2 separate regions of the Mus musculus genome follow, and region 1 is linked to region 2. Evidence: chromatin contacts called from public HiChIP or PLAC-seq data. All regions are on one chromosome and are shown on one strand. Each heading gives the region's core, a stretch centred on a gene start, on an enhancer-like site or on the middle of the called end of the contact. The rest is flanking DNA. Distances are from core to core; before and after follow the strand shown.

What was found. HiChIP or PLAC-seq counts read pairs in DNA pulled down with a chosen protein or histone mark.
Region 1: an H3K27ac HiChIP or PLAC-seq map of embryonic stem cells shows a contact between it and region 2, with 3 times the contacts expected there. The contact joins two enhancer-like sites. A contact is called at or near these places in 3 of 15 datasets of contacts at CTCF or cohesin (the NIH/3T3 cell line, embryonic stem cells and large pre-B cells), 10 of 484 Hi-C or Micro-C datasets (the G1E-ER4 cell line, cerebral cortex, colon epithelium and 2 more), 17 of 115 datasets of contacts at active chromatin or transcription factors (embryonic basal ganglia, embryonic forebrain, embryonic hindbrain and 6 more) and 3 of 9 other capture datasets (adipose tissue, liver and pancreatic islet).

Annotation. Positions count from the first base shown.
Region 1 is chr4:106,705,993-106,711,990 of GRCm38.p6, forward strand. It overlaps Mroh7 (maestro heat-like repeat family member 7), which reads right to left. Exons shown (of 24, transcript NM_001126487.1): 5 at 5,261-5,344; 6 at 3,966-4,045; 7 at 3,595-3,724; 8 at 2,479-2,574; 9 at 1,759-1,863; 10 at 1,467-1,602. Among named protein-coding and RNA genes, the nearest start is that of Mroh7, 19 kb to the right of the region's middle. Within about 2 kb of position 2,174, at least 49 of the 459 cell types and tissues checked have an H3K27ac peak or open chromatin away from gene starts, as enhancers often do. A contact at or near this core is called in colon epithelium, embryonic stem cells and liver, where this site is marked.
Region 2 is chr4:106,586,586-106,592,346 of GRCm38.p6, forward strand. It overlaps Dhcr24 (24-dehydrocholesterol reductase), which reads left to right. Exons shown (of 9, transcript NM_053272.2): 9 at 27-2,528. The coding sequence ends at 180. It overlaps Lexm (lymphocyte expansion molecule), which reads right to left. Exons shown (of 10, transcript NM_183182.3): 10 at 4,324-5,102. The coding sequence ends at 5,030. Among named protein-coding and RNA genes, the nearest start is that of Lexm, 28 kb to the right of the region's middle. Within about 2 kb of position 3,771, at least 42 of the 459 cell types and tissues checked have an H3K27ac peak or open chromatin away from gene starts, as enhancers often do. A contact at or near this core is called in colon epithelium, embryonic stem cells and liver, where this site is marked.

The sequences.
Region 1 (5,998 bases), core at 924-3,423, 120 kb after region 2:
CAATTAATCTGGGTGTCTCACATCTCCAGCCACCATTGGCAGCCTCGCTTTGGACTATACTCTCCCTGTCCTAGGGCTAATCAACATTATAGCCTACCGAAGCTAGAGAGATAGCTCAGTGGTTAAGAGCAGTAACTGTTCTTCCAGAGGTCCTGAGTTCAATTCCCAGCAACCACATGGTGGCTCCTAACCAAATGTAACGGGACCTCTTCTGGTGTGTCTGAAGATCGCTACAGTGTATTTATATACATTAAAAAGACCCGGGCAGTGGTGGCACACACCTTTAACCCCATAATCCCAGCATTTGGGAGGTGGAGGCAGGTGGATTTCTGAGGCCAGCCTGGTCTACTGAGGGCTACACAGAGAAACCCTGTCTCAAATATAACCCCCACCCCCCAAAAAAAGACACACTGTAGCCTACTTTTCACCCACCTGTTTAAAAGACATGCATGCCTCCAGGCCAGTGGAGAAATCTCTTAGGAAACATTGCCCCACATGCTAGCAATGAGAAAGAATAGGGACCCCAGACATATCCCAGAAAGTGGGGGGCACGAAGAGAAGAGAGTTCTATTCGACAAGCACCTATGACATGGGACCCTGAGCTGATCTCTTCCCATGAACTCGTTTGAAGAATACCATTTAATATTTCAAAAAGCACTCAACCATAATCCTGTAACAGATGAGAAAATCTAGAAAAATATACAGAAGAGGTCACTCAAGCTGGGAAAGTCGAGAGCCAAAACCAGGTGTGACATGCAGGCCACTCTGCCTTCAGAGTCAGGAGAAACTAGGAAACCAGCCAAGGTTTCCTGGTTGATATAGAATCGGGACTAAGGAGAAAGAACGGCAGGAGGTTGAAGGCAGCCTGGAAACCATCTCATGAGCTCCCTGAAACCTAACCTCAGGCTGTGCTTTCACTTACAGGCTCCAGACTCTAATGTAGGACCTGGTCTTCATTAGGTCCTATGCATATTCACTGAATAAGACCATATGCCAGCCCATGGCTAGACTCAGAAAGAACAGAGAATCCTGCCTTACCCTCATGGCATTACAGTCTAGTAGGAAAGACAGACAAAGGAAGAAGACATCAGGGCCATCATACCTAGGTGCACATGGTACATTAGAAGGAGAAATCAAGGTTGGAACAATATGGGAAAGCTTAGCCAACTGAAGGACAGCTCCTGTCGTGATAGAGTTGTTGTCTAACAGGGCAGTACATGCCTGTAGTCCCAGTACCTGAGACGCTAAGTCAGGAGGATTAAAAGTCAGGGGCCAGAGCTTAAAAACAAACAAACATGAAAAACAATGGCTAGTTTGTACCTCTGCTCCTGGTTCCATGGAGATAGGAGTTTCCCATCAGCTCCTAATCCCCATCTGACCCATTCTGCCTGCCTCCAACTGCCCAGCCGTACCACCATGCTCCCCTCCCTAGCTGTGCAGTGGCTAGGGACCTGACTTGGGCATACGTTTCTGGAGATCCAGGATGGTGTAGAGGATGGTGATGCCGTCCAGAGCCTCCCGTCCGATCTCCTCATCAGGATCCCCGATTCGAAGAAGGAGCCTCCCCAGCAGAAGACCCAGTGTTGGGAAGCCCGAGGATATCTGTGAGTGTCACAATCACAGGGAGGGAGTCTATAGCTACATAGTGCAGGGCAAGAAGACCTGCCCAGCTGCAGAAGATCAACTGAGAAGTCACCGGAATGCCCCCACCCCCGAACACCCACTAAGAATGGCAGGGTCACACCCAGGAACACTCACTAAGAATGGCAGGGTCACAAGTGTGTGGTTCAACACAGAGACGTTGCTGTTCACAGCCCGAGCCCGCTCGTGGGCCTTCCCAGAGTTCATCCAGGGCCCTAGGGGCTGTGGGGACAAGGGAGAGATTCTGCTACCATTGTCTGCCAGCCCCTGCTGTCTGTGGGTAAGTCAGTAATCTGCAAGAAGCTTCCAGAAGAAGAAAGAAGGCAATTTGCCACCGTCTTCCTTCTCTTCCTGAGGATCAATGACAGGTGGGGTTTGAGCTGAGAAGGGGACTCAGAGCAAAGGAAGGGACGGGGTCAATGAAGAGAGAAGAGACATGGATAACAATGGAGAAAGGGGTGGGGCAAGAGCAGTGGCTGTAGGGGAATTGCAGACAGTGACTCAGGAAGCTGAGATAATAGGATCAAAAGTTCAAGGCAGTGCTGGGCAATTCAGTGTGACTGTGTATACAGATAAACAAGGAAAGAGGGAACAGGACTCTGCTGTGGCTCAGAGGTAGAGGGCTTGCCTCGCAGGTACAAGGGTTTGGGTCCAACCCTCAGCGTCACCAAAACTAAATAACAGCGTAAAATACAACATGGAAGCAGGGCACTGGCTCAGGATGACGCCACTCCTTCAGAGCCCACCTCCCACTTGTATGAAGCCATTTTCCTACTTCCTTCTCCCTTTCCCTGCTTGCCCCGTGTCGTCCCCACCCCCCCACCCCCCACGCCGCACCTCCAGGATGCTCTTCAGCCCAGTAGGAGTGGGGTCTTCAATAAAGAGGGCATTCAGAAGTTTCTGCAAGGAATCCAAGGTCTGGTAGTAAAGGATCTGTGGACAGGAGGACAGAGCTGCTGGGAGCTTGTTAGACACCACCGCCCTCTGCTGGCACGACTTGTAACTACAAGGGGCTGCCAGTTCCTTCCACAGCAAGGATTCTGGCCATGACTTTGGGCCCTCTCAGGCCACCAGCTTGAGAATCCAGAACCCAGACGCTATCTTATCTGTCTGTGTGGCCTCACCCCTACCTATTATACAGCACGCCTGTCAGAGTCCCTGTCCCCCCACCCTCCAGTCTTCAGTCACATCACTTATCATCCTGGCAGTTGGCATGGGTTCTGTACAGGTTCTCTGCCACCCTCTTCCAGGAAACCACGTGCTCCATCCACCCTAGGCCATGTTCCTCATCCCATACTCTTTTTGATACCCCATGGTTTATGCTTGCAGCACTGACTACTGCGGAGATTTTTGGGTACTGGGTTCTTTGATGGCATCCATCTCCTCCACCGTCACACTACTGCGAGACTACCGTAGTGACCTGGAGAGGAACATGGCTAATACCTGCTGAGAGAAAGGGTAGCCGAACAGCTGGACCCCCCCTCTCACTCAACATCCCGCTTGACCCTAGCTCTCCTTGCATCTTATACCTTAGTATCCCCTGCTGTGGTACCTCCAGGAATGATTCTGCAGAGACTTAAAGATGCTCACCAAACCCCCTTTGAGGCTCTGTTCTCCAGGTCTCTGCCCAGTTTCCCCCAGTCTTCTTCCATAGAGCACAGTCCTCAGTACTACCCTCTTATCCTGCCCACTTCCTACGGCCTTACAGCATCTATCTATATCCCTGATACAGGACAGGGCCCTCCTAAGGAAGCCATTACTGCAACAGTTCACCCTTCTGCTGAATAGCTATCAAGTATCTGTTCAGACTGTCGCAGGTGACGTGAGGTGCTCCGGGCCACTCAGCCAAGGAGTAAGGGAGACCATCTATAGAAAGCCCCCACTCACCCCTGAACCTTGTCCCTTCTGAGGATGTCCCCAAACCTAAAGCCGAACCAGGAGGGTCCAGCTCACCTGGATGACTTCGGCCTTGGACTCGTCCTTCTCCTGCATGGCCTGCACGGAGGGCAGTGAGAACACGCTCCGCACACAGGTGTTCACCAGCTCCACCCTCTCCCGCACGCTCAGGATAGGCTTGGTGTGACTGAGAGAGACAGGATGCCAGGTGTGGAGTGAGGGGGGGGGCAGAGGATGCAGCATGGGGAAGGGGACACCTGACTTAGGGAGGGTCACCCGAGATTAGATCCACAGGAGAAGGTGGGGTGTGAGCAACGGGTGTGGAAGTATCAGGGTCCACAGGGAACTGGGCAGGGGGAGAGGGAAAGGCTCGGAGTGGACAGGGGTGTGAGAAGGGGCAGAGTGTGGAAGAGAAAGGACAGGGATACCTCAGCTGTGCCAGGATCTCCATAGCCTGCCGTCGAGCAGGACTCAAAAGGGAATCCAGCGGCTCCTCCTGAATCTGTCTCTGGATGGGGACCATAGAGCCAGTGAGAGCCAGCTTGGGGGCTGACTTCCGGGCTCTGACAGCAGGCCATGCAGGCCCTTGGCCTGGGAACACTCCCCCACTGGGCAGTTAGGAGAGCCAGCTTTCTGCCCAGATCAATGTCAAGCCCTCAGTTCAAGACCACTCTAAACAGTCTATGCCCTGATCTGCGCATTCCATATGGAGAGCACCAGGAGAATAATTCCCATGGTGCCCTTCTGGTGACAGACCACTAAACCATGGAACTGACCCAAGCAAGAAGCGCCAGGCATGGCCTTTGAAAGCTGTCCAATTAAAATTCCCAAATGTCCTAATTTTTTCACTTCATATTTAATACCTACACATAGTAGATGTTCGACTAATGCTAGTGAAAGTTAAATATATCAAAGGACGGGACTTTCGCCATTTTTTGTGTATCATATATGGGCAGATGTGTATGCAAGATGTGTGTGTGTGTGTGTGTGTGTGTGTGTGTGTGTGTGTGTGTGTGTTCATGTGCACATGCAGGGGCCAGAGGTATTATTCAGGAGCTATGAACCTTGGTTTTTGAGGCAAGGGCTCTTGCTAGGATCCAAAGCTGGTCAGTTGGTCTAGTCTGATTGGCCAGAAAGCCTGTATCTGTGTCCTCAACACTGGGATTATGAATGTCACCACGAGTGGTTTTTATGTGTGTTCTGGGGCTCAAACTCAGGAAGTCTTTCTTGTGAGGCAAACGCTGCTGGTTGAGTTAGCTCTGTAACTCCTTTCCCTCTCTTTAAGGATCATAAAACTGACTACAACTATGTAAGCCTCCATGGCTATTGGGGCCCAGTCTCCTCCTAATGAGTAACTAAGAGGAGACTGTTTTAGGGAACCCTCTGAAGTTGCCCATCAAGAGGGCTTTCTGCATGGAGAGGTGAGAGAATGGGTTCATGATAACCGTTCTCTGCTGCAATGAACTAGCCACTGGGTTAAGTCCTCCCACAGGCAAAGATGCGGGCATAAACGCACCCATTTGTAAGATGGCAAGAGTGGGGCTCAGAGAAGGGCAACAACTTGTCCATACTCCCTCTTGTCGGGTGTGAGCAGCGAGAGGTGGACAGAACTGAGCCTCAAATCTGAAGTGCCTGCCTCCTGTTCCTGTCCTCTTCCCAACTCACCCAGCTGTCACCCTCAGAACTCCACCCCAGTCCCACAGGCCCGCCTACAGCTCTTTACCATCATCATCTTCACGGTTGCCTCCTTTTCTTCTTTCATTTCCACCATTTCCTGATTCTTCTGGTAAGTAATGATGTTCGCTACCTTCAGGCCAGTGGGAAGCAGAGCCACTCGGTGAGACCACCATTGAGTTCTGCCCTCCCCTTAGGCAGCATAATGCAGCACCCTCTAGCCACCCAACACCTACAGCCCACGGAGGTAGCTCTTCCCCAACCACCCAACCCTGGCATTGGCCCATGTCTAGGTTTGGTTTCCCGTTGCATGCCTTTAATCCCAGCACTTTGGAGGCAGAGGCAGGCAGATCTCTGTGAGTTGAGCTCAGCTTGGTCTACATAGTGAGTTTCAGGACAGCCAGAGCTACAAGGAGACCCTACATAGTGGTGGAGAAGTCACAGAATAGAAGCTTTAGACTAGTGGTCACATGACATTCATAGTCAAGGAGCAGAGAGCAAAGAATGCATGTAGTCAGGCGCTCAGCTCGCTTTTTCCATTCTTGGGGCAGTTCAGGATCTCTTGCCTAGGGAATGAAACTACCCACAGTGGGTGGGGATTTATGACTCAACTGATAATATCAAGATAATCCCTCACAGACATGCATGTGACCTAGGCAATCTCTCTTTGAAACTTTCTTTCCTTGTGATTCTTGATTATATCAAACTGACAATTAAAACTATCACAGCCCAAGAAAAGGGACATGTTTCTTCAAGGAGTGTTTGGGTGGATAAAGGTTGGTGGAAA
Region 2 (5,761 bases), core at 2,521-5,020:
CGCCGCACTCCTTCCCTCCCATGCAGGTTCCAAATGTTATACGCCGATTGCTATATGAACCGCGAGGAATTCTGGGAGATGTTCGATGGCTCCTTGTACCACAAGCTGCGCAAGCAGCTGGGCTGCCAGGACGCCTTCCCTGAGGTGTACGACAAGATCTGCAAGGCGGCAAGGCACTGAGCAGGGCACCTGGGGAGCCAGCTGCATGGACCTGCTCTCCCTCGCTCGCTCCGGCTTCTCTGCTTTCCCAGGTCTCAGAAAAGAAACCCCTCCACATCCCCGAGGCAGCCCGATGGCTTCCAGGGTGGCTCGGGCAAGTGGAAGCACGTGGAGTCAGACAGACCTAAGTCCCAGGCCCAGATTAGCCACTCGTTAGCTGTGTGACTGACTCTGGGCTAGTCACCTGGCCCCTGTGTGCCCCGTGTTCATCTGTGAAAGGAGGTAAAAAAAAAAAAATATCTACCTGCTGGATGTCACCCCACACTAAGGGCTTCCACCACTGCTTCCATGCAACCTCACGCCTGGCTCCTGCTTTGGATCTAACAGCTGAGTCCAGACAGGCTCCCCACAGGTCACCCTTGCACGGGTTTGGCCAACACCATGAAGGAGTTGCCTTGGAGTTTCACCTGCATAGCTTGCATCAGCCCCGAGAGGGCAAAGGAGGGTCAGCCTTCCACTTGGCCTCGGGGGTGGGGCAGGGGGCATCTGATTGGCAGGCAGGCCCAGGATGTGCTGTGCCAAAGCCAGGTCTACTCCAAAGTCCTCTCTGCCATCTTCGGACCATCCTGGCCCTACTTCTGTGTGCTCGAGCTGCCCCAGCCATCACTGAGCCCACTCAGGACTGCTCCTGGAAGACATCTCAAGGTGGGAAGCCTGGCTTTCCTGGGCTTTGCTTTCTTAACTCCCACCATCCAGGCCTCCTCTAGAGTCCACTGAGTCACAATGGGGGCACATGCTCATGACTGTGTCACTTAGGGGCGGTCCCCACACTGAGTGAGAAAGGGGCATCTGCCCTGTTGCTACTGTGAGGACCCTCCCTGGGGTTAGAAAGAAAGCATCCAGGGTCACTCATCTCCCCCTCCCCCATTTTGTTCCCTCCCCCCCCCTCCCCCCCCCCCCCCCCCCGGCTCTAGTTAATTTCAGTGCCTTACAAATCCTAAGCTCAGAGAAAGTTAGCTCCATTTCCGTTCCCAAGGGAGGGGCCTCTGAGGTCCTTCTGCCTTGTTGATGAAGAGTGGTTGGTTGTAGAGCCCCCACCTTCAGAACTGCCTGGCCCAGCTGGAAACCCAGAGTCTGAGGGGGAATCAGGTTCTGGAAGGCAAGCCAGAACTCCAGAGCTGAGCTGGTCACAGTCACTCCTCCCCCACCACCCCTGCCCCTCCAGAGGCTGCAGTTTTCTCGCCTGTCACTTGGAACATTAGAGCTCCTGAAGCCTGTCTGTCTTAAGACGTTGGGAAAGCCTCGTGTTGAAAGCCGGGGGAGCTTAAATGATCCAGGTGGTAGCTAGGGACCGTCCATCAGTGGTCCTTCCCTCCACCGCCACGCCAGCTCCTGGGTCGTTTTCATTTATCTGGCAGAGCCCAGGACCCTTAGAATCATATTTTAGCTGAAGGATGCTCACTGATGCGGCCGAGGGCTTGGGATACTGCACAGTGCTACTGTGTCCTGTGAAGGCTGGTGCACTCAGGGCTGTGGGAAGGCAGAATCACCTCATCCATTTGGCCTGTGAAGGAAGTAACCTCACTTTGCTGTCTGAGCAGCATGTATTCCTGGCATGGGCTCTCCTAGTGGTCCATGTGCATCCTTGCGCATGTGCACTCGCTCGCAGACTGATGACCCTGCTTGCTGCAGATGAATGGTCAACGCGAGCTAGGTTAGTTAGTGTGATGTATAAGGCGCCATCATTCCTCAAGTCAAGCCTCCATCCCAAAGCACCTGGAGCTGTGGCAATGATGCCAGCAACCTGTGTCACCCAAAATAGTCAAAATCCAGCCCTCCACAGACACTCCCCAGGACCTGGGGAGGGAAGGGATTTTGAGTCACATTAGCCTCAGGTTAGTGTTTGGCTCCAGTAATATCTTGCCCGAAAAGTGGTCGTCTTCCAAGCATGGTGTTCTGGGTCCCAGCCTTGTCTTATCGCCTGTCCTGTCAGTGTCCAACCACACGGTGGCTTGGTGGGGTCACTCAGCTGCTATGGGACAGCACATGTGGGAAGTCAACGCAAGCCTCTCCCCTCCGTGGCTCTGGTTTCTTGGCTGCATGGTTCTCTGTAAATTCAGTTGTAGCCACTGTCTTTGGCTAGAAAGCTGAATTGGCTGTTGCTGAAAGGAAGGAGGGGATGGGTGTGGCGATGTGTGCTGTGTGATTTGTTGTTTTTTTTTTTTTAATTTGGTCATGGGGACCAAGGAGAAGGCATGAATCCCTGTATTTGGCTCTTGCAGCCTCAGGCACTGTGCCTACTCTCCAGGTCATGTCCCTGTGGTTCTGGGGCCACCACTTGTGTAAAATAAAGTACAGCCTGGACGCTAGTCTTTTGTCATTTATTCAGAGGACCAGTGTAGAGTCGGACAAGGACGCAGCCACCGCCACTGGTGCCATTCAGCTCCAATGTCCTGTCTGAACACAAGCACCCACAGATGAGGGCTAAAAACATGGGGGAAGCGGGTAGCAAATGGATTTCTGTCATTCCAGTGAAGAAATGCTGGCACCTCAGGAGGGATGGGCTCTGTCCTCAGGCACCAGGTACACTTGTCAGGTCTGGCTGGTGTTCTGGCTTCATCAATCGGTTGTGACAAACCAGTTTTGACAAGCTCATTGTTCCTGTGTCGATGTCCTCATCCAAAAGCCGAAGGCACAACGACCCTTCCAGCAGAACACAGTGCCTTCCTCTGCACACTACCAGCCTTCCTGTCAGCCAGATGTGTCCACAGGGATTAAGTGGTTAGCTTTGCAGTCACTAGAGACCCAGATAAGCTTCTGTTAGGATTGAACCACATGGACTTGTATTTTTTAATAGTTGGCTCACCCCAGGACTTTGATGCCCAGAGCCGGGAGAATCAAGTTTTAACTTGGTACACTTTGCACAGGTGTGTATGTGATGGGAATTTTACTAGAACCTGTGATTTTCATTCCGAAACTGGCTTCAAGCAACCTTTTGGGAAGTCCCTTCTCTGATTTCATAAGTTGTATCTTAAATCTGTAATATCCCCTCTGCTGGCCAGCGTTCTTTCTGTAACAAAGTACCTGAGATGTTGATCAAGAGGAGAGCTTTATTTCAGCTCTAAGTTCTAGAGGTTCCAATCCATGATCCCTTGGTCCTGAGGTGAGACAGTGTATAGTAATGGGTGGGTGTGGCAGAGGAAATGGTCAGAAACCAGGGAGAAAAGAGAATAGAAAATGGAGTTGGTAGTCCTTCAGTACCATTTACAGGCATGTTCCCAGGGATCCAAAGACCTCCTACTGAGCCTTTCCCAACAGAACCAGCCCTTGACACCAGGCCTTTGGAGACATCCCAAGCCCAAACTACCATTAAAATAGCTTTCGCTCTTCAGTCCTAGACATAACCTTACATTGAGATGAGTCTTCACCACAGGGTGTCTCCAAATCTCAGTCTTGTAAGCAAGAAACGGAAGTGGGCATCTGCTGACTGGCCATGACCCACCCACCCACATAAAGTACGCAGTTTGTCAATCTCACATGCCAAGTGACCGGGTTAGGCACATTCCAGTGCCTGGCTACCACGTGACACAGACAAGTTGACACAGAACGTTAACTACCACAGCTGCAACATCCTGCTTTGCTCTGAGAGCCAGCTTAACCATCTCCTGACACGCTGTGCTTCCGGACACACCCCTGAATGCAAGGTCAGCGTGAAAAGTGGCCCCACATCCCAGACCCGGGACAGTCACCTCCCAGGGGTCTGCTCTGCACCCAACAACCCATCTACCCTCAGTTTGGTTAGATCCCCTTTCTCTGGCTGAGTCTGGGGGTGGGGTGTCTAGAGAGTGGATCAGCAGGGCCTGAGATACAGGTTACTGGAAGAGGAAGTCCCAGAAGCAGGCTGTATACAGCACCTGCAGAATGAAGGACCACGCCAGGGCCAGAGTAAGAGCCCGGCCAGCTTAGGTGTGGGCGGTTATTAAGTAGCTCACCATGATGAGAAAACCAAAGATCCAAACTCCAAATGAGGAATGAAAGGGGCTCTAGGCAGGGTGCATGCTGATGGTCCTGGCTACTCCGGATGCTGAAGAGAACAGTCATGATTTCATTTCTTTCACAACCACGACTTGGACCCACGTGAGAAAACAACTGGTAGAACCGGCTCTGAAAACATGTCTGAAATCGCTTTATTATGTAAGTTCTGTGGCTGAGTCTGTCAGGTCTCCTCATCCTCTTCTCCAGGGGACAACTGGCTCCCCCCACCACTGTCATTGATGTAAACAGTGAGGGGGAACGTCACAGGATGTTGTCACTCACCCCCGAGGACCCACCTCTAACCACACTGGTGGCCCACAATGCTAAAGTGGGGTACAGCGCTTCAATGGCTGAACACTGGAAGTCAGCAGTCTCCTCCCAGCACGAGGCTCTGTTGAGTGTCCAGAGCACCCTAGCATGGAGATGGGGTTTTCCTACAGGTCCCAGACTGCTACGTAACAAATGCTCCTCTCCCCGCCTCATTCTGGGACAACGGTGAGTTAGGTACCCACGCTCTAGCTTCACAGTGCAAGGGGTTCCAGGAAGTCACCCACGACCCCCTCTTCCATCCACCTGCTCTCTGGCTCCCAAATTCACGTCACCAGCTGACTGGAATGCTTAGGACAATGGATCTCTTGTAACAAAAGATACCTGGTCCCCCTGCTGTCCCAGTAGACACTGTGACTTTTGACCGCAGGGCTACAGCAAAGATGACCCTCCTGCCTTCTCCCCTCACCCAGGCATTCTCCAAGATCCCTGCTTCCTTTCCCATCTCAAGATTTCTCTTCTGGCCTTGGGCTCTCTGGTTGCATCAGGCTGTTCTTCCCGAGTGGCTTTAAGGAGTAGGATCTGAATTGTAGTCCACAGTTGGACGGCACTTGCCCTTCGTAATAGGTGTAATCCGTTTCCTGTAAAAAGGAGAAAGAAGAAAACAGGCACAATCCCTTGCAAGGAAGTGAGTTCCACATCCATGACCTCCAGACCTTTTACAACACAGAGTCCTTTCTAAGGGAGAGTTCTCTATTTTATACCCATTTATCATAGCCAGAATGTCTTATAATAGCTCCCAGGGAAAACCACAAGAAGGCTAGTGAGACTAGCCAGAATCGGTGAGGTCTAGCTTCAGCAAGAGACCCTGCCTCAAATGAATAAAGCAGAAAGTGATCCAGAGAGACAGCGTACATAAACTTGAGGCTTCTACACACATATAAACACATGTGCTGGGCATCCACACAAGTGTGCGCTCACACATACACACACTCACAACTACATTTTATACACATGAAAAACAAACACATAGAAAAAAGAAAAAGAAAACAACAGAGCAAGCTGGCATGCTCTTGGTTACTGCCTGTTCTCGCCAACTGTGGCAGGGTCTCCAAGAAGTCAGAGCTACGGTTGTTTCATGCCTTTGCCTGTATCCTTCAGTCTGTCCAGTCAAAGGACAGAGGGTAGGAGAGAAGGCTCACCAGAGTGAGGGGCCTCTCCTGCCATCAGGCGGATCTGTGTCATGTCTCTGTTCTCCCCCTGGAGCCTCATCTTCCATCTAGACTTGGAGTCAGAATCT